6 separate regions of the Mus musculus genome follow, and regions 2, 3, 4, 5 and 6 are each linked to region 1. A link is a contact called in public HiChIP or PLAC-seq and promoter capture Hi-C data. All regions are on one chromosome and are shown on one strand. The core of a region is the stretch at or near the end of the contact, and the rest is flanking DNA. Distances in the headings are between cores, read along the strand shown. Region 1 holds the start of Hnrnpm (heterogeneous nuclear ribonucleoprotein M). Region 2 holds the start of Brd4 (bromodomain containing 4). Region 3 holds the start of Akap8 (A kinase (PRKA) anchor protein 8). Region 4 holds the start of Wiz (widely-interspaced zinc finger motifs). Region 5 holds the start of Cyp4f17 (cytochrome P450, family 4, subfamily f, polypeptide 17). Region 6 holds the start of Cyp4f16 (cytochrome P450, family 4, subfamily f, polypeptide 16).

The links. Promoter capture Hi-C pulls out the DNA fragments that hold promoters and counts their contacts. HiChIP or PLAC-seq counts read pairs in DNA pulled down with a chosen protein or histone mark.
Region 2: a contact with region 1 is called in a promoter capture Hi-C map of hippocampal neurons, with 4 times the contacts expected there. The contact joins the promoter of Brd4 here to the promoter of Hnrnpm in region 1. A contact is called at or near these places in 1 of 39 promoter capture datasets (hippocampal neurons) and 3 of 115 datasets of contacts at active chromatin or transcription factors (extraembryonic endoderm stem cells, fetal liver and microglia).
Region 3: an H3K27ac HiChIP or PLAC-seq map of thymic regulatory T cells shows a contact between it and region 1, with 4 times the contacts expected there. The contact joins the promoter of Akap8 here to the promoter of Hnrnpm in region 1. A contact is called at or near these places in 4 of 39 promoter capture datasets (the 3T3-L1 cell line, 3T3-L1-derived adipocytes, hippocampal neurons and 1 more) and 6 of 115 datasets of contacts at active chromatin or transcription factors (differentiating embryonic stem cells, embryonic forebrain, embryonic hindbrain and 3 more).
Region 4: a contact with region 1 is called in a FOXA1 HiChIP or PLAC-seq map of pancreatic cancer cells. The contact joins the promoter of Wiz here to the promoter of Hnrnpm in region 1. A contact is called at or near these places in 6 of 39 promoter capture datasets (the 3T3-L1 cell line, cranial neural crest, hematopoietic stem and progenitor cells and 3 more) and 4 of 115 datasets of contacts at active chromatin or transcription factors (astrocytes, embryonic limb bud, large pre-B cells and 1 more).
Region 5: a contact with region 1 is called in a promoter capture Hi-C map of 3T3-L1-derived adipocytes, with 2.8 times the contacts expected there. The contact joins the promoter of Cyp4f17 here to the promoter of Hnrnpm in region 1. A contact is called at or near these places in 5 of 39 promoter capture datasets (the 3T3-L1 cell line, 3T3-L1-derived adipocytes, hippocampal neurons and 1 more).
Region 6: a promoter capture Hi-C map of hippocampal neurons shows a contact between it and region 1, with 5 times the contacts expected there. The contact joins the promoter of Cyp4f16 here to the promoter of Hnrnpm in region 1. A contact is called at or near these places in 6 of 39 promoter capture datasets (the 3T3-L1 cell line, cranial neural crest, embryonic stem cells and 3 more), 4 of 115 datasets of contacts at active chromatin or transcription factors (embryonic forebrain, extraembryonic endoderm stem cells, forebrain and 1 more) and 1 of 9 other capture datasets (embryonic stem cells).

Annotation. Positions count from the first base shown.
Region 1 is chr17:33,684,066-33,687,050 of GRCm38.p6, forward strand. It overlaps Hnrnpm (heterogeneous nuclear ribonucleoprotein M), which reads right to left and starts at 1,393. Exons shown (of 16, transcript NM_029804.3): 1 at 1,202-1,393. The coding sequence starts at 1,314. It also overlaps a transcript of Marchf2 not described here.
Region 2 is chr17:32,282,751-32,285,735 of GRCm38.p6, forward strand. It overlaps Brd4 (bromodomain containing 4), which reads right to left and starts at 1,383. Exons shown (of 20, transcript NM_020508.4): 1 at 1,313-1,383.
Region 3 is chr17:32,319,652-32,322,636 of GRCm38.p6, forward strand. Akap8 (A kinase (PRKA) anchor protein 8) reads right to left here and starts at 1,587. Exons shown (of 14, transcript NM_019774.5): 1 at 1,434-1,587. The coding sequence starts at 1,452. It overlaps Akap8l (A kinase (PRKA) anchor protein 8-like), which reads right to left. Exons shown (of 14, transcript NM_017476.2): 13 at 2,245-2,340; 14 at 1,773-2,134. The coding sequence ends at 1,841.
Region 4 is chr17:32,386,240-32,389,224 of GRCm38.p6, forward strand. Wiz (widely-interspaced zinc finger motifs) reads right to left here and starts at 1,578. Exons shown (of 11, transcript NM_001372227.1): 1 at 1,334-1,578. The coding sequence starts at 1,520.
Region 5 is chr17:32,504,879-32,507,863 of GRCm38.p6, forward strand. It overlaps Cyp4f17 (cytochrome P450, family 4, subfamily f, polypeptide 17), which reads left to right and starts at 1,606. Exons shown (of 13, transcript NM_001101445.2): 1 at 1,606-1,700; 2 at 2,016-2,214. The coding sequence starts at 2,017.
Region 6 is chr17:32,535,063-32,538,047 of GRCm38.p6, forward strand. Cyp4f16 (cytochrome P450, family 4, subfamily f, polypeptide 16) reads left to right here and starts at 1,495. Exons shown (of 13, transcript NM_024442.2): 1 at 1,495-1,593; 2 at 1,936-2,134. The coding sequence starts at 1,937.

The DNA.
Region 1 (2,985 bases), core at 143-2,642:
GCTGCTGATTTTAGAACCAAAATGTTTCTCCAGACCTCCTCAAGCTGATATATTAGTATATCAGTATGAGGAGAGTTTCACAGGAGCAGAATCTTATGGTTTCCTCCTTGAAGAAAACTTTTTAGGGCTCAGAAAGACCACCCTGTGGTCTGATATTAGGAATCGAATCTAGGGACTTTGGAGTGCCAGGTTATTGCTATGTTTTCATCCCTCTTTTTGAGAGTTAGGGTCTAGCTCAATTTCCCAATGACTAAATGGCAACCTAGACTGAACTCACTCTATATAGTCTGGCCACACTTTGCACTCTGGATCCTGCAGCTTCCCACTCCTCCCAAAAGGCTGGGACTCCTCAGGCCATGCTAGGACACTTATAATAACGAATCAAGGTCCCTAGACAGATCTCCAAGCAGGATTCCAAAAAAGGGATGATGACGTCTGTCTATTTTAATTTCTGAAACCCCGAAGTGGTGCCTCTACCCGAACACTTTAGGTCTGTTGCTAAGGATGAACACTGAGCAAGCAAAGACCATTTCTCCCATTGGTACCAACTGCACTTTAGGAAGTAGGACTATAAAGAGGGGAAAGAACTCCAGCCCAGGAGCCCGGGTCCGGGGCCATTCTAATGGAAGAAGCACTTCTTGCAGAATGAGGGTAACACCGGTGTCTCGGAACCCCGCAACAAGAGTCATGTCGACACCTTCCGGGTCGCGCCGCCGACCGTACACGTGACACCTCGCACGCGCAAGCCTCCCGCCCCTAACTTCTCAGATCTGAGAAACTGAGACAGAATACTTCCACTACTATGGATTGTATGCTGAAGGGTTGAAACTACACAGTCTTAATGGTTCAACCCTCGAGACCCCAGTGAGAGGTGCTGCGGGCCCTGATCTCCCGCAGCCCGCGCGCCATCACTGCTCTGAGAATAAAATACCAGGCCACAGGCCTGAGGCCTCGACGACGCGCTCAGACAGCCAGGAGGCTGAGGCAGCGGAGGCAAGCGCTGTCGGCAGGGGGCGATCCATTAGGCTCTCCTGGCTTCGTCGTCGTCACAGCCTTGGCCGCCCCCAACTCTCGGCAGGGAAAAGGCCTGCGCAGACGCCGCGCCGCCGTGGGAGAAGAGAAAGCGGCCCACAGACCTAACGGAGCTGCGAAGTAACCTGGCTGGAGTTAGAGAAGGATCAATTGCTGTTAGACTACTCACCCCTTCGGGCCCGGAGCTCCGTTGCCGCTCGGCACGCAGGGCGCGCCGCTCTCTTCCTCCATTTTGGGTTCTGTCGCCGCCACTTCGGCTGCCGCTTCGACCCCTGCCGCCATTTTCTCCGCGTCTGGGCTTTGTGTGAGGGAGCGGGCTCTGTCGAGCTGCGCCTGCGCGCTCACGTGACCCCGAACGACCAGTAACGCCTCCTTGTGCGGCGACCGGCTCCCGCTTCCTGCTCGCCTCGGGTCACGCCCCCTGGACGTCAGGCCACGCCTCCTCCAGTGGCAGGCCTCACTTCCCGATGTCCGCAGATACAGTTGGGTTGTGGGACAGGGGGAGAGATATGTGTCGCTCATTCGAACTTACAATACGAGCGCACATACGGACCTAGTCGGTCCAGCTTACTTTATATTTTTCCGTTTTGTTTTACTCATTAGCTTTCTTTTTTGAGGCAGGGTCTCACTATGTAGCCCTCCAGCCTCTCCCTACCTACCAAGTGCAGGAAATAAAGGCAAGCACCACCACGCCTGGCCTTTTCTTTCTTTTTCTTTTTTCAGCAACTTCATATATGTATATCATGTATTTTGCGCTTGCTTGGGGTTTTGCTGTTGTTGTTGAGACAGTTTCTAGCCAATACTGGCCTTGAATGTCTGAGCTGCCGCCTACACCTCTTGAGTGCTAGAATGATAGGCCAGAGGAACCAGGCTAATCAGTGCTAGGAATTGAACCCAGTGATTTGAACATGCTAGCAGTCTATCAACTTCAATCCCTGACCCTATACTGTTCTTTTATCATATTCACCTACCATTGCCCTTTTATTTCCCGCATTTCCACTGTACCTTCTTTCCAACAAGTTCCTCCATGTACCTCCTTGTCTTTGTTTTATGACCTACTGAGTTGGGTTTGCTTGCAAGAGCATAGATTAGGGGTTGATTTATTGGGGCAACTAAATAGGTGGCTACAACACTGAGGAAAATGACACCTCTTTCCTCCAGCATCTACTACCAATAGATCTTCAGGGAAGGGTGAAGCCTCCCAAGGCTCCCCCACCCCAACATGATGAGGTTCTATCTTGTGCAAGTAACCACAACTGCTTTGACAATGTCCGTGGCATGTCAAGGAGAGATCAGCTTTCCTTAAATGGAGAAAAAATATAAAAATTATGTTGGCAGGAATTATTTTTATTGGGGGGGGGATGGAGGGGGAATGATTGAATACAGGCTTTGAGCATGCCATGGCTGGCATGTGGGAATTGATTTTCTCTTTCCAGTAATCAAATTTAGGTTGTCAAACTTGGCAGCAAACATCTTTACCCACTAAGACAGAGCCAACCCTGCATGCAGAATTCTTGACAGGTTAATATCAAACTAAAACTCTCCATGTAATTCAAAGCATTAGAAGAGATGTATAACAGAAACCTCCCTCCCACCCTTTTCCGACTCCTCTTTTCCCCTTCTTTCCCCTCCCTCCCTCCTATTCTATCTCTCCTTACGGCACCACCCTGACACCATTTCCTGGGACCCTACATTCCAAAGTTATGATGAGAAATAGGTACCAAGCTTGGTAGGCCAGAAGAGTGAAGATGCTTGTGTGTTTTTACATAAATTTTTTTTTTATGGATATCAGTTCACCAGTCACCCAAGGCCTGATCACATCAGCTCTGTTCCTCAATCATATTGTTCCAGTCACGAAGTCTCCCAACCTGCTCTTCCTATGGGCCAGATTCCAGCCTCTGAGTCTTTACTTTCTGAAAAATTGACTTCCCCTTGAGTTTCCAGTCAGGGCAG
Region 2 (2,985 bases), core at 133-2,632, 1.4 Mb before region 1:
GTATACCCTGGCAGTCCTGGAACTCACTTTGTAGACTAGGCTTGCCTCGAACTAAGAAATCCACCTGCCTCTGCCTCCCGAGTGCTGGGATTAAAGGCGTTCGACACCACGCCCGGCTAGCTGAAGACTTCTTGAAATTGAAAACACATTCATAATTCCTTTGCATTTTTGTGGGTGACATTCTTTTTTTTTCTTTTTTTTTTTTTTAATTTATAGCTGTCTTCATAAACCCCAGAAGAGGGCATCAGATCTCATTACAGATGGTTATGAGCCACCATGTGGTTGCTGGGATTTGAACTCAGGACCTTTGGAAGAGCAATCAGTGCTCTTAACCGCTGAGCCATCTGTCTAGCCCTGTGGGTGACATTCTTTACAACACCCAAGCTCTACCAATTCCAAGGGAAGTTGACATCTCCATTCATAAAAATTTTCCAATTTTTTATTATAGCACTGAAGAGCACATTGGCTTAGAAGTACACTGAGAGTTGGATTTTAGTAACCAGGGGCTATTAATATCACCTTTGATGATAAGTAAAGACATTCTCAAGAGGGCTGCTGCAACTGGCATCCAACATATATACACACACAGGAGATAATCTCACCAGATTTCGAAAAGCATAAACAAGTAAACAAGCAGGCTAAAAACACTTTTAAAAAAACAAACAAAAAAACCCTTGTCTTGAGTAACAGGGAGGTCAGCCAATCAGCAGAGGCACATGACTCACCCACCGGCCTGAGCAAAAGTATTCACACTGTCCACTACACTAACGTGGGATTTCCCATCTCCAACCCAGCTCGGCCTTGGGGGCTTCTTGTTTAAGTGCTATTTCCGTGTTTGTGTGTAAGGGGGGGGGGGGTCATTTTGCTGAATCACAACTCTCCAACATCCCCACCCTAAACCGACACACTCCTGCAAGTAAGAAGCCATTGCAAGGGACGGCAGCAAGCAGAGACCCATCAAAACAAAGCACCCAAAGAGTAGGCTTCCAGGTTGGGAGTGGGTGGGTCGAGAGGGACTCCTGGTCCTTCGTCACCCTTCCTGTCCCCTGGGTCCAGCCTGGAGCAGGCGTGCAATGGAAGCTCTCTCCCTGTGAACAAAATCTTCTACCTCTTTCTAGGCAGAGCTCCGGGGACAGCCGGAAAGGTGAGACTATGAAGCGGGAACTCGCTATCCCAGCACTGGCAGGAGTACCCAGCTGACGGAAGGAGAGCGCGCCGGGGCACGACGCGCAAGAGCGACCCGCCCCAAGGGGGAACTGCAACCAGAGAGAGCGGGCGGTACCCGCGGTCAGCATCCCCGGCCCGGACTTACGCGGCCCGGCGCGCACCGCAGATCCAGAGGCAGTCGCTTCCTCCTCCTCCTCCTCCTCCTCCTCCTCACTTGACAAAATGGCGGCGGCAGGAAGTGCCGGGAGCTTGGCCCGCCCCCCGCCCGCCCCCGGCCGCCCAGCGCGCCCGCGCCCCCGGTCCCGGTCCCGGTCCCGTTCCCTGCCGCCGCCCGCGCCAAGGGGGACAGCGGCGGGCGCAACTGCCCCGGTACAAAGTCCGCGAGCCCACTCGGCCGCCGCCGCCCCAACGGCGCGGGCTGCCCCGGCAGGGCGCGAGAAGCACCAGGCTCCGGGCCCACGAAACTGCGGCCTCCCCACCCCCGCGCCGATGGCGTAGGTGGTGGCGCACCAGCCCCATTACGCAATGCAGGTTACGCGGGCCGCGCCGTGGGGCCCCGGCAGCCCGCCTCGCGGCCGCGAAGGACACCGGTCCCCTCACCTGAGACGCTAGGCCGCACGCCGCCGCACGCTGTCCGGGACGCCAAGCCGGGGCCCGTCCGCCGCGCCCGCCGCGCCGCTGCGCTCACAGGCCCCGCTCGCCCGCGGGCACTGCTGGCAGCCTCCGCCGCAGCCGCCGCCACTGCTTCGGTTCCTCGGCTGCGGGAGAGCAGAACAAACAGCCCTGCCGCCGCCGCCAGCGCACTGATGTCACCACGCACGCTGCGCGCGCGGCCCCGTGTCATCGCCGCCGCCCGGCGTGCGCGTCCCGCTGGTCCTCCCAGGTCCGGAGAGCTTCGTTAGTGCCGGCGGCGGTTGTAGAGGTGAGGACAGGAGACTGGCTCCCCCGACTGGGGGGAGGAGGGCGGGAGTCCTTGGAACACGATCGAGGGTCTCTGAGGACTGTGTACCCCAGAGGGATACACAGAAGAGGGAAGATCAAGAGAAGACAAGAAGAGTCTTCAGGGCCATCCATAAGGAAACAGCTTTTCGGAGGAAGCCGACACGCAGACTCAGGGAAGGAACCTTGCAGATGAGTGGGGATCTTCACATGCAAGAACGACAAGAAAAGATTTTTTTTTTTCCCCCAGAGCTGAGGACCGAACCCAGGGCCTTGCGCTTGCTAGGCAAGCGCTCTACCACTGAGCTAAATCTCCAACCCCAAGAAAAGATTTTTAATCCAAAAATTTAAATAATCCGATGACAGACTCAAAAGAGCAGATGGTGAAGAGAGCCCTCAGACAGGTGATAGAGGAACATTAAGGCCAGAGGACTATGGCTAGTTGTGTGTCAGTGGGAACTGACAATTGCTGAAAATACAGACACGTTTCACTATATTCACTACACTCAATTTATGGAATCAACTTAAGGAAAATATTTCATGTATCATGAAATAAGAGAATGAGCCAGCGGGGATTTTTTTTTTCAGAGCAGGATCTTAAGAATTCTTACCCTTCTTGTCTCAGCCTTCCAAGTAATGAGATTACATGTGTTCACCACCACACCCAGGTCTTCTTGGCTGGCCTCTGTAGAGGAGCTGAAGATTGATCAGTACGGATCTCTAAGCCTAGAACATTCTCTTTCTTGTCCTCCAGATTAACTTTAATTCTTGAAGACGTAAGTCAGCTCCCAGCATACTCTGAACTAGGTATGTGACCATTTGAGGGGTTGCAAAACATCCCAGCCTGGAATACAGAAGATCTTTGAGATTTTTTAAGAC
Region 3 (2,985 bases), core at 337-2,836, 1.4 Mb before region 1:
GAATGTCTGAAAACAGCTACAGTGTACTTACATATAATAAATAAATCTTAAAAAAAAAAGATTCTTTTTCTTCTTCTTCTTCTTCTTCTTTTTTTTTTTTTTTTTTTTGGTTTTTTGAGACAGGGTTTCTCTGTAGCCCTAGCTGTCCTGGAACTCACTTTGTAGACCAGGCTGGCCTCAAACTCAGAAATCTGCCTGCTTCTGCCTCCCAAGTGCTTGGATTAAAGGCATTCGCCACCACGCCCGGCTAAAAAAATTCTTAGTTAAAAAAACAAAAAAACCAGGAAGGCTGCAAATACCCTAACTGTATCTGTAAAATTATTGGCTGGTAGAAAGTGGGAGTCACCATGAAGTTCCCTAGACCAAAGAAGTATAGCAGGGTTGTGACAGGTATCTATCTGGTGGAAAGGCTAAGAATGGAAGACATAGATCTAGGATCCCAAAGGCAAAGAGCACTAGGCTGATACCCAAGCACACGTGTTCATCACACCTCAGGCCTCTCTGGCAAGTCCAATTCTAGGGATCTTGTTACTCTGCTGCCTCTCAAGATCCCTTCCTTAGCCGCCAGAAGCCACTAACCACTCCCTGTGCCCACTTCCAACCCCATTCCACATGTTCCAACTATCTCCTGCGGGTAAATCTCCGTACAGAGTCAAGGCCTCCCAGGAGATTAAAAGCAGATAGCTCGAGAACCGACGCCTAATTACGAAAAGTTGCTGACATTTAGGTTAGGAAAGGCAACGTTCCCGCTTCCGCAGACCCCCGTAATGTTACAGTCCAGAATCCCAGCCCCTCAGGCAGCACACCTCCCACGAGCACCTCACGCCGCGTACACTGCAGAGACCCAGCCAGGTTTTCCCAAAAAGCTGCACCGGGTGTAGCCGCAGTGCACAGCTGGGCCGATCGCGCGCTGCCCGTAAGCCTTCAGAAAAGCGAGCCCGGGGACACGAGCTCTCAAGGACGACCTGCGGAGGATGAGCTGAGACTCTCTCCTCGCTACGGCCGCCGCAACCCAGCCGGACCTCAACCCCCTCCACCCCCCGCTTCCTCAGCGTTCGCTTTAGCCCCGCCCCTGGAGCCGCCATTTTGTGGCGTCTTCGGAAGAGAAGGCGGGACTGAGACCGCTCGGGTCCTGGGGTCCCGCAGCGATGAGAGCCACTCGGCTTGCACAGTGAAAGCGGTCCAGAACGCATCCAGAAACCGGCCACAGCGTCGGCCTTCGCGCCTCATCCGCACCCCCCGCCCCGAGTCCTACCGGCCAATCCACGCGCGGCGCTTCGGGAACGATTGCGCAGAGGCCCAATAAGGGAAGCGCGCGCGTCCGGGACAACTCCACACAGAACCGGGCTGCGGCAAGTGCGTTCCGGCTGCAGGCTAAGCCCGAATACCACATGCGCCAGGGTCTCCCGTGGTGAAGAAGAGCCCACACTAACCTCCGTAGCCTTGCTCCATGTCTGCGACGCGACCCGCCAGCAGATCCTTGTCTTAGATTCGCTCAGAACGCATGCGTTCAACGTGCTGTCTGCTACTGGAAGACGAAGAGCGTACGTCTCTTTCTGGGCGCTACCATTGGTTGCTCAAATGGGCCCGCCCCCGCCGATCCGCCCAGCCTTCCGGGTTGCAAATCTACAGCATCTCGGGAGTTGTGCCTCAAGGGTAAGCTAGTGCGCAAGAGCGTCCAGGTCCGCGCACGCGTGAGCGGTTCTAGCGCGTTTACCCGCGCGCAGGCGCACTTCTAGGGGCCCGCCCTCACCACAGCACAAACGAAGACCTCAGATGGGAAAGCACTTTATTAGGCTGGACTTCCAGCCTCGGCCACGGGAGCCCTGCCGGGTAAGGGTTATGGACCCCCACCGCCCTCCTCGTCGTCTTCCATGTCGAGGCCCGGGATCCCGCGGATCTGACACTGCAGCGCTCCGCCCAGCAAGGGTACAGGGCTCTCCTCCTCTTCTGGTGGTGGCGGAGGTGGCGGTGTTGTAGTCCCTGGGGCGGGCTCCAGGGGCACGGGGGGCTGTGCCGGCACGCCCTCTGTGAGCTCTGTCGCTTCGCTTGGTGCCCCTTCATCCAGAGCGCCAGCCTCCACCTCGTCTTGTTCCTTTTCCTCCTCTGGGTTGTCAGTGAAAGGATTCTCGCCCTGTAGAGATGGATAGAGACTTTAATGGGAGGTAGGAATCACTGGGATAGAATGGGGACCAGGCTCACACAAAGGTCAGGACTAGGACAGTGCTTTCGCCTTTGCCTCACCTTCAGATATCGCTCCAGCTTCTTGCTAATGAGCTTGTTGTTGAGAATACTGCGGGCCACCATAAGCGAGGACTTCTTGGACTGCTCCATCATAAGCTATGGGCAGGGCAGACAGGGCTGGTGAGGCTGCTCTAGGAATCCAACAAACCCAGCTGAGGTTCAGATTCACCAATAACTAGTCCTAGTGTCTGTAAGTGACCTTGGGCGTAATTCCAGTCAGTCTGGACAGGCATGCAAGGAACTAGGATTCGATCTGATCACCCACACCTTATTTGCTGTTTGAAACCTGATCTGCTTACATAGAAACTATAGTAAGTACTGGACTTAGTGGCACAGGCCATGTAACTCCAGGACATTAAAGTGGAAGGCCTACCTGGACTACAGAGTTTAACGGTTTACATGGTTTGACTATGTCTCAGAAAATAAAAGACGGCTGGGAGCTAGAGAGATGGCTCAGCGTAAAGGACTTGTTAGTATTTCAAAGACTCAGGTTCATTTTCTGCCACCTACAAGGTGGCTGACAACAATCTCTAATCTAGTTCCCAGGAATATGAAGCCCTCTTCTGGTTACCACAGGCACCAGGCATGTGAATAGTGAGCATATGTGCAGGCAAAACATACAAGAAAATAAAAAATAAAAAAATAAAACGTAAAAAGGGGGAGGGGGCCAGCTGGAGATAATATAATAATTTGATGATAGAGTGCTTTCTTAGTATTCTTAAAGCCTTAGTTAGGTTCAAT
Region 4 (2,985 bases), core at 328-2,827, 1.3 Mb before region 1:
CTCGTGAGGCAGAGGCAGGCGGATTTCTGAGTTCGAGGCCAGCCTGGTCTACAAAGTGAGTTCCAGGACAGCCAGGACTACACAGAAACCCTGTCTCAAAAAAAAAAAAAAAAAAAAAAAAAAAAAAAAAAAAAAAAAACCAACCAACCAACCAAACAAACAAACAAAAAAACCAAACAAACCAAAAAACAAAAAACCCAAAAAACTAAAGAGGAGGGCTGGGGCAGAACTCAATGGAACAGCTTTTGCAGAGTATGTGCAAGGGCCTACGTGCAATCCCCAGTTCTATAAAGAACAGAATAAAACAAAGAAGGAAGAGGGGTGTAAGGCCACACTACTGACTTCACCCCTCAGGGTTTTGAATTTCCCATTCCTAACATGAGATACTAAATAACGGAGGCTCTTCCGACAAAGGTTCTAAGTATGATGTGAATTGAGAAGACAAAGAACTTGGCATGTAGGAACCACAGAAGAGGTGCTCGGAATTTATTAGAAGGCCAAGTTTTGGGGGACCAGCCACACCAGATTCCTGTTAAGTCCTTAAACATACCAGGCTCCTCCCCTCTGCAGGGCCTTTGCCCATGCTGTCCCGCCACCTGCTGGGCACGTCCCACCACTCATTCTGTGCTGTGCCTCAAACACCACTGTGTCAGGTGGCTTTTCCTGGAGCGCCCAGCCATGGTCCTGGCACTCAGTTTAATATCTGCATAGCCTGCATAACCTGCCCTTATGACATCTGCTCAGTCGTTCCTTGTCCACCTTCCCTTCTGGAATGCCAACCCCTGGAGGACAGGGACTTTTGTCTCTTTATGATTATTTCCCCAGCACCCAGAACAGAAAGTGGCACAGCAGGTGCTCAGTGTTTAATAAACGAACAACAAATTGTGAGGTGGGGACAGTGTGAGCTAGCCTTGTATGGGGTAAATCAAGATGGAAAGAGGCAACTCGAATCTCCCCAGACTTTACCTTACCACTAGAGGGCACTCGCTCAGGAGCTCCACTCCATCAAGACTGCAAGAAGGAACAAGTGGGCTTTGGGCAAAGAGCTCAGGGTACTGACATGGGATTTGGATACAGCTGGTGTCCAGCTTAGAGAGGAAAGCCAGGACACTACAAGTATGAATCCCAGTTTCTTACATCCAGTCATGGGCTCCCAAGACATCTGTTTTCATAAGGGCAAACTGAAAAGCGGTACGTGGAGCACTAAAGGAGGCTATGTGCATCGAACAGAATTCCAATTGCAACTCAGCCCCTGCTGGGTGGGGTGACCTGACTCTCTCTGGGCCTGGGGGACCAAGTGGGAAGCTTCTTTAGGGCCACAGAGCCCTCTTACCAGAAATGCCACTTCTGCCATCCAGAATGTCTCGAGGGCCTTCTTTGGTGATTGGCAGGTAATGAGAAGATGGAAAGATATCACCTTCCCCCTCAGCAGCCTCAGCCCCACTCTCGATGTCCTCTCTTGGAGCGGGGCCTCGAGGATGATCCGGGGCAGCCAGGCCACCTGCCAGTAACCCCTCCATGGGTGCCAGCCGTGAATCTTCACTCAGTACCTGGCAGGTTCAGCAGGACATTGTGGGCCTGGAGACAAAGACAAGGAAGACCTTAAGAGAGTAAGAAGAGAATTCTGTTTGTTCTCCCCTCTCTCAGAACCCTAGTCCTCTCCTTCAAAGCCTATGGCCTCAGTTTGTCTCTTAGTTGAAGTGAGGGGTTAAGTGGTGTTGAGGTTCCATTCACTCCTATTATAATCCAATCACCTCTACTGGGAGCGAGTCTCAGTACACTAAAGCGTTCTCTTTCCCCAGCTTCTTCACAGCCTCCATTCACCACAGTTACACACGCACATTCAGTCACCTCAGCCCTCCCTCATCACTCCTTCCACCTCCACCTATTCCTCCCATGGCTCACTCACAGCTTCACCGTGTCCAGCTGCTTTCCTGTGACTGCATAACCTACAGCCATGCCTCCAGTTTCCAGGGTCCCCGCTCTCTCCCCAGTGCAGGGTCTCGAGGGCCCCCATCTTTGCCCTTATACTTTACTCACTTCTGTTGCCCCGTATCAATTACCCCTACACTTTTCCAACATTCACATCCTTCTCCCTACCCAGGAATGTAGGGTTATTAACCCCTTAGCCTCTCCACACGCTCAAGTGACCCCACCATTAACCCTTTCCCTTCTCTTAGCATGATCTCTCATGCATACCAAGCCTGGGCTCCTCCACCCTGCCACCTTCCAATAGTATTGCTTGCATCCTCCACCGATATTGGTTGTTCTGGCCCGAGGATGAAAAGGACCGATGGGGCTCCTGTTTCAGAAATAAGGACCCTGGGGGGGAGGAGGGCGATTGTCCTCTCCACCTATAAATACCTTCAAGGTAGAGCAGAAAGTGAAGGGCAGGAATGAGGCGCTCTCCCCAGGGAGATGGTGGTGAGGCCCGGCCCAGGCAACCGGGGCGGGGCCGGGGCTCCAGGCCTGGTAGCAGGCGTTGCCCTCGAGGGCCTGGGCGCTCCCGGGGGGCCCTACACAGGGTGGGTTGACAGTCTTGGCTGGAGGGGTCCCTGCCCAGGCCTGGAGAAAGCACCTGCGGGTGCCCACTCGGGTAGGCACTGCTGGCGGGGATCGGGCAGGACCGCAACTTCGGAGCACTTTGGCAGCTTGGGGAGGGGGCTCCAGTCCAGATGGTCGTTCCCTACCCCACCTCCCGCAGGGGTCGCAGAGGTAGGGGCGGCGCTGCGCGGACGCACCCTGCGGGGAAGCCAGGGTCCCCAGGATGCGCCCTTCGCCCGTGCACCTCGGGGCGGGAGACCCCGCGGGACGAGCTGAGGTGGGGGGGGAGACACCTGCCTCGAGACCCCCGATCCTCCCCCCACCTGTACAGCCCCGCCCCCTGCAGGCCCCGCCCCTGCAGGCCCCGCCCCTCCCCCGCCCCAGGGGGTCCCGCCCGGCCCGACCGGGCCCAGGCCTCCCCTCCCTGCTCCAGCTCCGCCC
Region 5 (2,985 bases), core at 356-2,855, 1.2 Mb before region 1:
TCTTCCCACAGATATCAACAGGCACCCCATGAGGACACTGCCTCTTAATCTAGATTGAACTGAGGTTGTCTGGCTTGTGTTGACTATGGTGGTAAGAGCTTTTTACCCACGGAAGCATCTCACCGGGTTATGAGTGACTTCTCTATTCTTTCTCACTAGTTTTCATTTGAAGATTCTTTTGTCAGATGATAGAACAGCAACACACTTGCTTGCTTGTGTTCTAGGTCCATTTCCTTGGCATACCCTTAAAAGTCTGTGAACTAACATTTTATTTATTTGTGTGTGTGTGTGTGTGTGTGTGTGTGTGTGTGTGTGTGGGCACACGTGCCTGTCATGCCATGGGTGTGGAGGCCAGAGGACAGTTTGCAGGAGTCAATTCTCTCCTTTCATCATGCTGGTCAGTTCTATGGAGCAGAGTGAAGCTGTTAGTCTTGGCTGCAGGTGCATTCACACTGAGCCATCTTCCTGTCCCCTGAGATAGCTTAGCGTCCTTTCACCCTGAGCTAGAATCTTATCTGCCTCTTGTAGTGAGATATTTCTTAGAAGCAGCAGATCCATGCTTGTGCCTTTATCTGGGGTGCAGTTGAGACTGAGAACACCCGAGTTATTGAAAGGTGTTTGTTGATTCCTGCAATTTTGTTGATTTTGTTTTCCTCCTTCTTCCTCTCTTGCTTTAATAATATTCTAGTGTGTTTTATTTATTTATTTATTTATTTCCTGGACTTTGTGGCCTGATTTCCCCCTCTTCAGCCTGAAGGATTCTATCAAGCATCTTCTGTAGAGCTGGCTCAGTGCTCATAAATGCCTTTGTTCTATTTTTACCGCTGATAGTTAAAAAAAATGTCCTTCTTTATGACAGACAGCTTTTCTGGATGCAGCAGTCTGGGTTGGCAGTTATAGATATCTTTTACGGCTTGAAGTCCGTCACTTGCGCATCCTTGGGCTTTTACCCTTTCAGTTGAATGAATAATAGTGTTATTCAGATGGGCCTGCCTTTGTATTGTGAATGGTGTTTTTCTCTTGGAGCTCTCAACGTGGTGCTGCTGACCCGGAGCCCACAACCCCCTCTCTCTTCTCGCCTGCCTGGATTTCCCCACGACTGGCGGCTCAGCTTGACCCCTCCCACCTACTTCCTAACTGAACTCTGGTCCCTCAGCTGGGAGTTTTAATCTTCAGAATCTCTTTTAGTCCGTTCCAGCACGGCCGGATTCTTTGTTTCTGGAAGTCTTGTCTCCACTCGGAACCTGGATTACTTGGAGGGAGAATTCTGCCAGGTTGTGCAGCTGGTAGGCAGAGGCTCGGATCCTTTCAGTCCGAACTGGAAAACACTGCCTGCTGCCCTCTAGCCTGCAGGTCCTCAGAGGACCTGCGGAGCCTAGTGAGAACGGGACAGATTGTAAACTTTGGGTCTCTAGACACCTTTGTCTTGGTTCAGATGGAAGGTGTTGAATCCTGAGGACCCTGCTTGCCTGGACATGTGACCCTGGATTGGCTCCAATTGCTTCGGGTTGGCCCCGCCCCCGCCCCGCCCCCGCCCCCGCCCCCCGCATTTTGATATTCTACCCAGGCTGGGAGGAGGGCTCTGGGCCACCGAGGGATTGGCTCAGTCCAGCTCATCGTCCTGCTCAGCCGGTAGCCAGGATCAAAAACATTTCCAGGGAAGAGCGGACGTTTCTGGGACGCATTACTCCTGAGAAAAGGTGCCGGACTTGGGACACACGGAAGGCCCCTACTGAACAGTGGAAGCTCTGTTACAGCTGGGGTGGCTCTGCAGGCAGGCCTGATTTCCCAGTTACTACGCTACATACCTGTGCTTCAGTCTAGGCCAACGCAGACTATAAACAGATCCTATCTGCCTCTCTCCTGCCTGATTCTCTGTCTCTCCGTAGCCCTGGGTGTCCCTTTTCCTTCCTGTGTTCTAGTCCTCTAAGTCACCATCTCTGTCCAGTGACCATGGAGGGCCACCTCTGTCTCCTGGGCCTCAGGATCTCACTTCTGGCCTATCTTTCTTGCAGGATGCTACAGCTGGGCCTGTCCTGGCTGGGACTGGGGCCTGGAGCTGCCTTCCCATGGCAACTTCTGCAGTTGGTTGGGGCCTCCTTGTTCCTGGCTCGAATTCTGACCTGGATTTGTGCCTTCTATGACAACTACTGCCGTCTCCGCTGCTTCCCCGAGCCCCCTTCGCGGCACTGGTTTTGGGGTCACATGAGCATGGTGAGTGTGGCAGCAGGTAGGTCTGGTGTGTCAGGAAAGGCTCTTAGGAACCTGGGAGTCGTGAGAGGGTGGAGAGGTGAGGGAGGGAGGCTGAGTGAGTCTCTATCTAGTCACATACCCGGCATATCTACTCCTGGCCTCTGTCTACACCACGTTTTGAGGCTTTTTTCTTTTTTGCCCTTTCTCGTTCCCAGCTAACTTCGGATCACATTCTGATAAGAACTCATGTTTTAAGATCTCTTTCTGTTGCTTGTTCAGTCCTGTTCTGTGTTGTTAGTGCCCCCCACCCCACCCCACCCCAGGATAGGTTGAGGGAGCAGAGCTCTCCCCCTCAATGTGCTATTTCACTTAACGTTGTTGGAGTTGAGCCTTTCTAGTGGAATAAATTGGGTATGCTCCTTTCTTAGCCCATCTCTGCTGGCCAGAGTCTCTTGAGGGACAGCGATGCTGAATGGCAGAAGTTGACATCCCTCCTCTCCAATTTTTAAAATTCTTTCTCTCTCTCTCTCTCTCTCTCTCTCTTTCTTTCTTTCCTTTCTTCCTTCCTTCTTCTTCTTTCTTTTTTTAAATGAGATTTATTATATATTGTATATAATATATAAAACATATAATATATTTTTATATATTTATTATATATTATATAATATATAAAATATATAATATATATATATTATATATTATATATATATTTTATATGTATGTATCTTGCCAACATTGGTGCTTGTGTACCATGTGTGTGCCTATTGCTCAAAGAGTTCAGAAGAAGGCATT
Region 6 (2,985 bases), core at 245-2,744, 1.1 Mb before region 1:
TGGTTAAGAGCACTGGCTTCTGTTCCTTAGGAGCAAGGTTCAATTTGTACTACCTACGTGGTGGCTCGGAACTTTCTGCAGTTCTACTCCCAGGGGATCTCACACTCTTTTCTTTGCAAAGCTTCTGGAATCAAGCTTGTGTGTGGTGCAGACACATACATGCAGACAAAACATCTCTATACATAAATCAAATAAATAAAAGAAAAAATAAGAATGCTAAGTCAAGCGAAACAGCTATGGCTTCAACTGTGACAAGTGGGGGCCTTATACTGCTCTGTTCCATACAGTCTTTCCTTGTGTCTTCTCCAGTGTGGACTCTTTTAGAAATGTTGTGTGTTTCCTTTAGACGTTCATTACCCTAGAATTCAGTGTCATAAGTAGTTGTGAAATTGTAGACTTTGCCTATGCTTAAAAAGTACCTGTGAAGTTGAAAAATTTACTAGAGGAAAGGGAAACAACACCTTGTGAAAAATCCCCTGGGGAGGAAGTCTTGAGGTTGCTTAATTTTGATCTATTAGGGACCCCTAGCCTCCATAGTCCCTCATTTCTTGTTTGGGGAGCCCTGAGTTGGCGAGTCTGGACTTCTCCACTGACCTCTGCCCTTATCTTGCTCTATCAACCACCAATCAAGTACCCTTAACTCTGTTTCAGGACTTTGAGATTGCTTTTATCTGCCAACCTTTGAGCTGGTCCACCCATTGTTCTTTATGTCCGCGCTTTGGTGTGATGTTGGCTCCTTTTACTTGTCTAATAATGGGGAGCATGGCCATGGGAGGGTTCAGTGATTGCTAAGTCCATGACTTGCCGATCTAGGGTTTCTGAACAGCATACACTCCTGTTAAGGTCAAGTCGCCATTTGATCCTGGGAAGACAAGCCATTGCAGGCTTGTTCATTCTTGCCTGTACCCCTGTGCTCATAGCACTTCAGTCTGACTCCTTTCATCCTCACAAACCCGCTGAACTCTGACCCTTTAGTTGCCAGGTGTATTTTCCCAGCCAGGACATCTATCTCTTCAGTCTGACCATGGCTGGATTCTCTGGTCTAGTTTGGAATTGTTTCTATCCAGGGGCTGGGCTGCTAAGGGAGAGGACTGAATGCTGCAAGACTGTAGTCGGTGAGCAGAGGCATTCCAGAGACAGGTCTGCAGTTCTGCAGTTCTGCAGTGAGGAATTCTGCATGCTGCACTCCCACCAGTGAGATGTGCAGAGATCCCTGGGAGATGCTCAGGGAACATCCTGAACACCATCCTGGCACCTGTACTTCCTCCTTCACGCTTTTATCAGCAGACTGTTGCCCTTGGAAGGGCCCAGAGTCACCTTTGCCCTTGACTCAGAGGTGCTGCATCCTAAATGCAACCTGCCTGTGTGTGTTGCCCTGAGTCTTTCCCCTCCACTCCAGTCTGGCCCCGCCCAACTTGTTTTGGCCTGATGCCCAGGCAGGGAGGAAGTGGCTGAGCCTGGGAGGGATTTGATTGGTTCAGTCCAGCCTAACCCAGCCTCCCACACAGCTTCCTGAAGTTAGGAAGCAGGGGATAAATGCTTTTCACAGGACTGGGGAGAAGGTCTTAGAGGACCAGCAGCTCCTGAGATAAGGTACCGACTTGGGCTCTGAGGCAAGACAGGGTCCTGACTCTGATCAGGATGAGTTTATCAGTGTTGGGGTGGCTCCATGGAGACAATTGGCACAAGTGAGCCTGGGTTCCTGGATAACCGTTTGTGCTTCAGGCAGAGCCATCCCAGACTTCAACAGCTCTTGTCTGTGTGTTCCCTGCCTCCTTCTCTCTCTCTCATTCTGTCTCTTCCTGTATCTCCATCCCCTTCCCTGCTCTACTCCCTGCTCTACTCTCCAGTTTCTGCCCATGCTCAAAATTCTGAAGTTTTCCAGGTTCCTCTTCCAAACCTCAGAATCTCCTCCTGTGTCTGTCTGCTCAGCAGGATGCTGCGGCTAAGTGTGTCTGGGCTGGACCTGGGCTCTGTGGTGACCTCGTCATGGCATCTTCTGCTGCTTGGAGTGGCTTCCTGGATTTTGGCCAGAATCCTTGCCTGGACTTACTCATTCTATGAGAACTGCTCCCGCCTCAGTTGTTTCCCTCAGCCTCCTAAAAAAAACTGGTTTTCAGGTCACTTGGGCATGGTGAGTATGGCGGCAGATAGGCTGGGGGTACCGGGGTGTATGTGTTCCCTAGGCATCAGGAAAGGTCTGGAGCCTGTAGCAGGGAGAAGCAAAGAAAGTTATTTGGGCCCCTATTCTCATCACAACCCCACATTCATTTATCTTTCTTTCCAAGTTGTGCTCATCAGCCTTTCTCTCTTACCTGGCACCAGCCTACTGTGGGCCATACTCTCAGCAGGACTGAGGATTCCTCAAGTTCCTGGATATGTGTCATAGTCAGTGGATCCCATGGCGAATAGCACAGAGTAGTGGCATCCCTGGTATATTCTGTTTCACTGCTGGATTTGAGATCTTCCTTCAGTATGTCCAAGGTCTTGCCTCCTGCCTGGCTCATCTCTCTTGGTTTCAGATCAGTGACTGTATCTCTCTGGGTTGCTATTTGCCCTGTAGGATTCAGCTGCGATTTCTTACCTCCACCTACTGTTTGGGTGCAGAAGAGAGATTGTAGTTTTTTTCCCTTCCACTTCTTGGCCACTGTCCTTCCTCATTTTGCCCTCTGTCCTGAAGATGCATTAGTGGGCTCCATTATGCAATGTAGGTCAAGGATGAACACTTTTTAACATTGGTAGTGATTATCTGAAGTGCTTAGGGTTTGTGCATGCTAAGCAATGACTTTATTCCAAAGGCACATCACAGCATGACCATTTTCTCTCTGGTCTCATCATAATGACTACACTTCCTACTCAGTACCCTTCCCTGGTCACCAGGTCCCCTTGCTCCATGCTGCTCCATGTTGCAGAACCACATCTTGGGATTAGATCACTCATAATAGAGATATCATCACCAATGCCATACATTCAAGTACTGCTTCT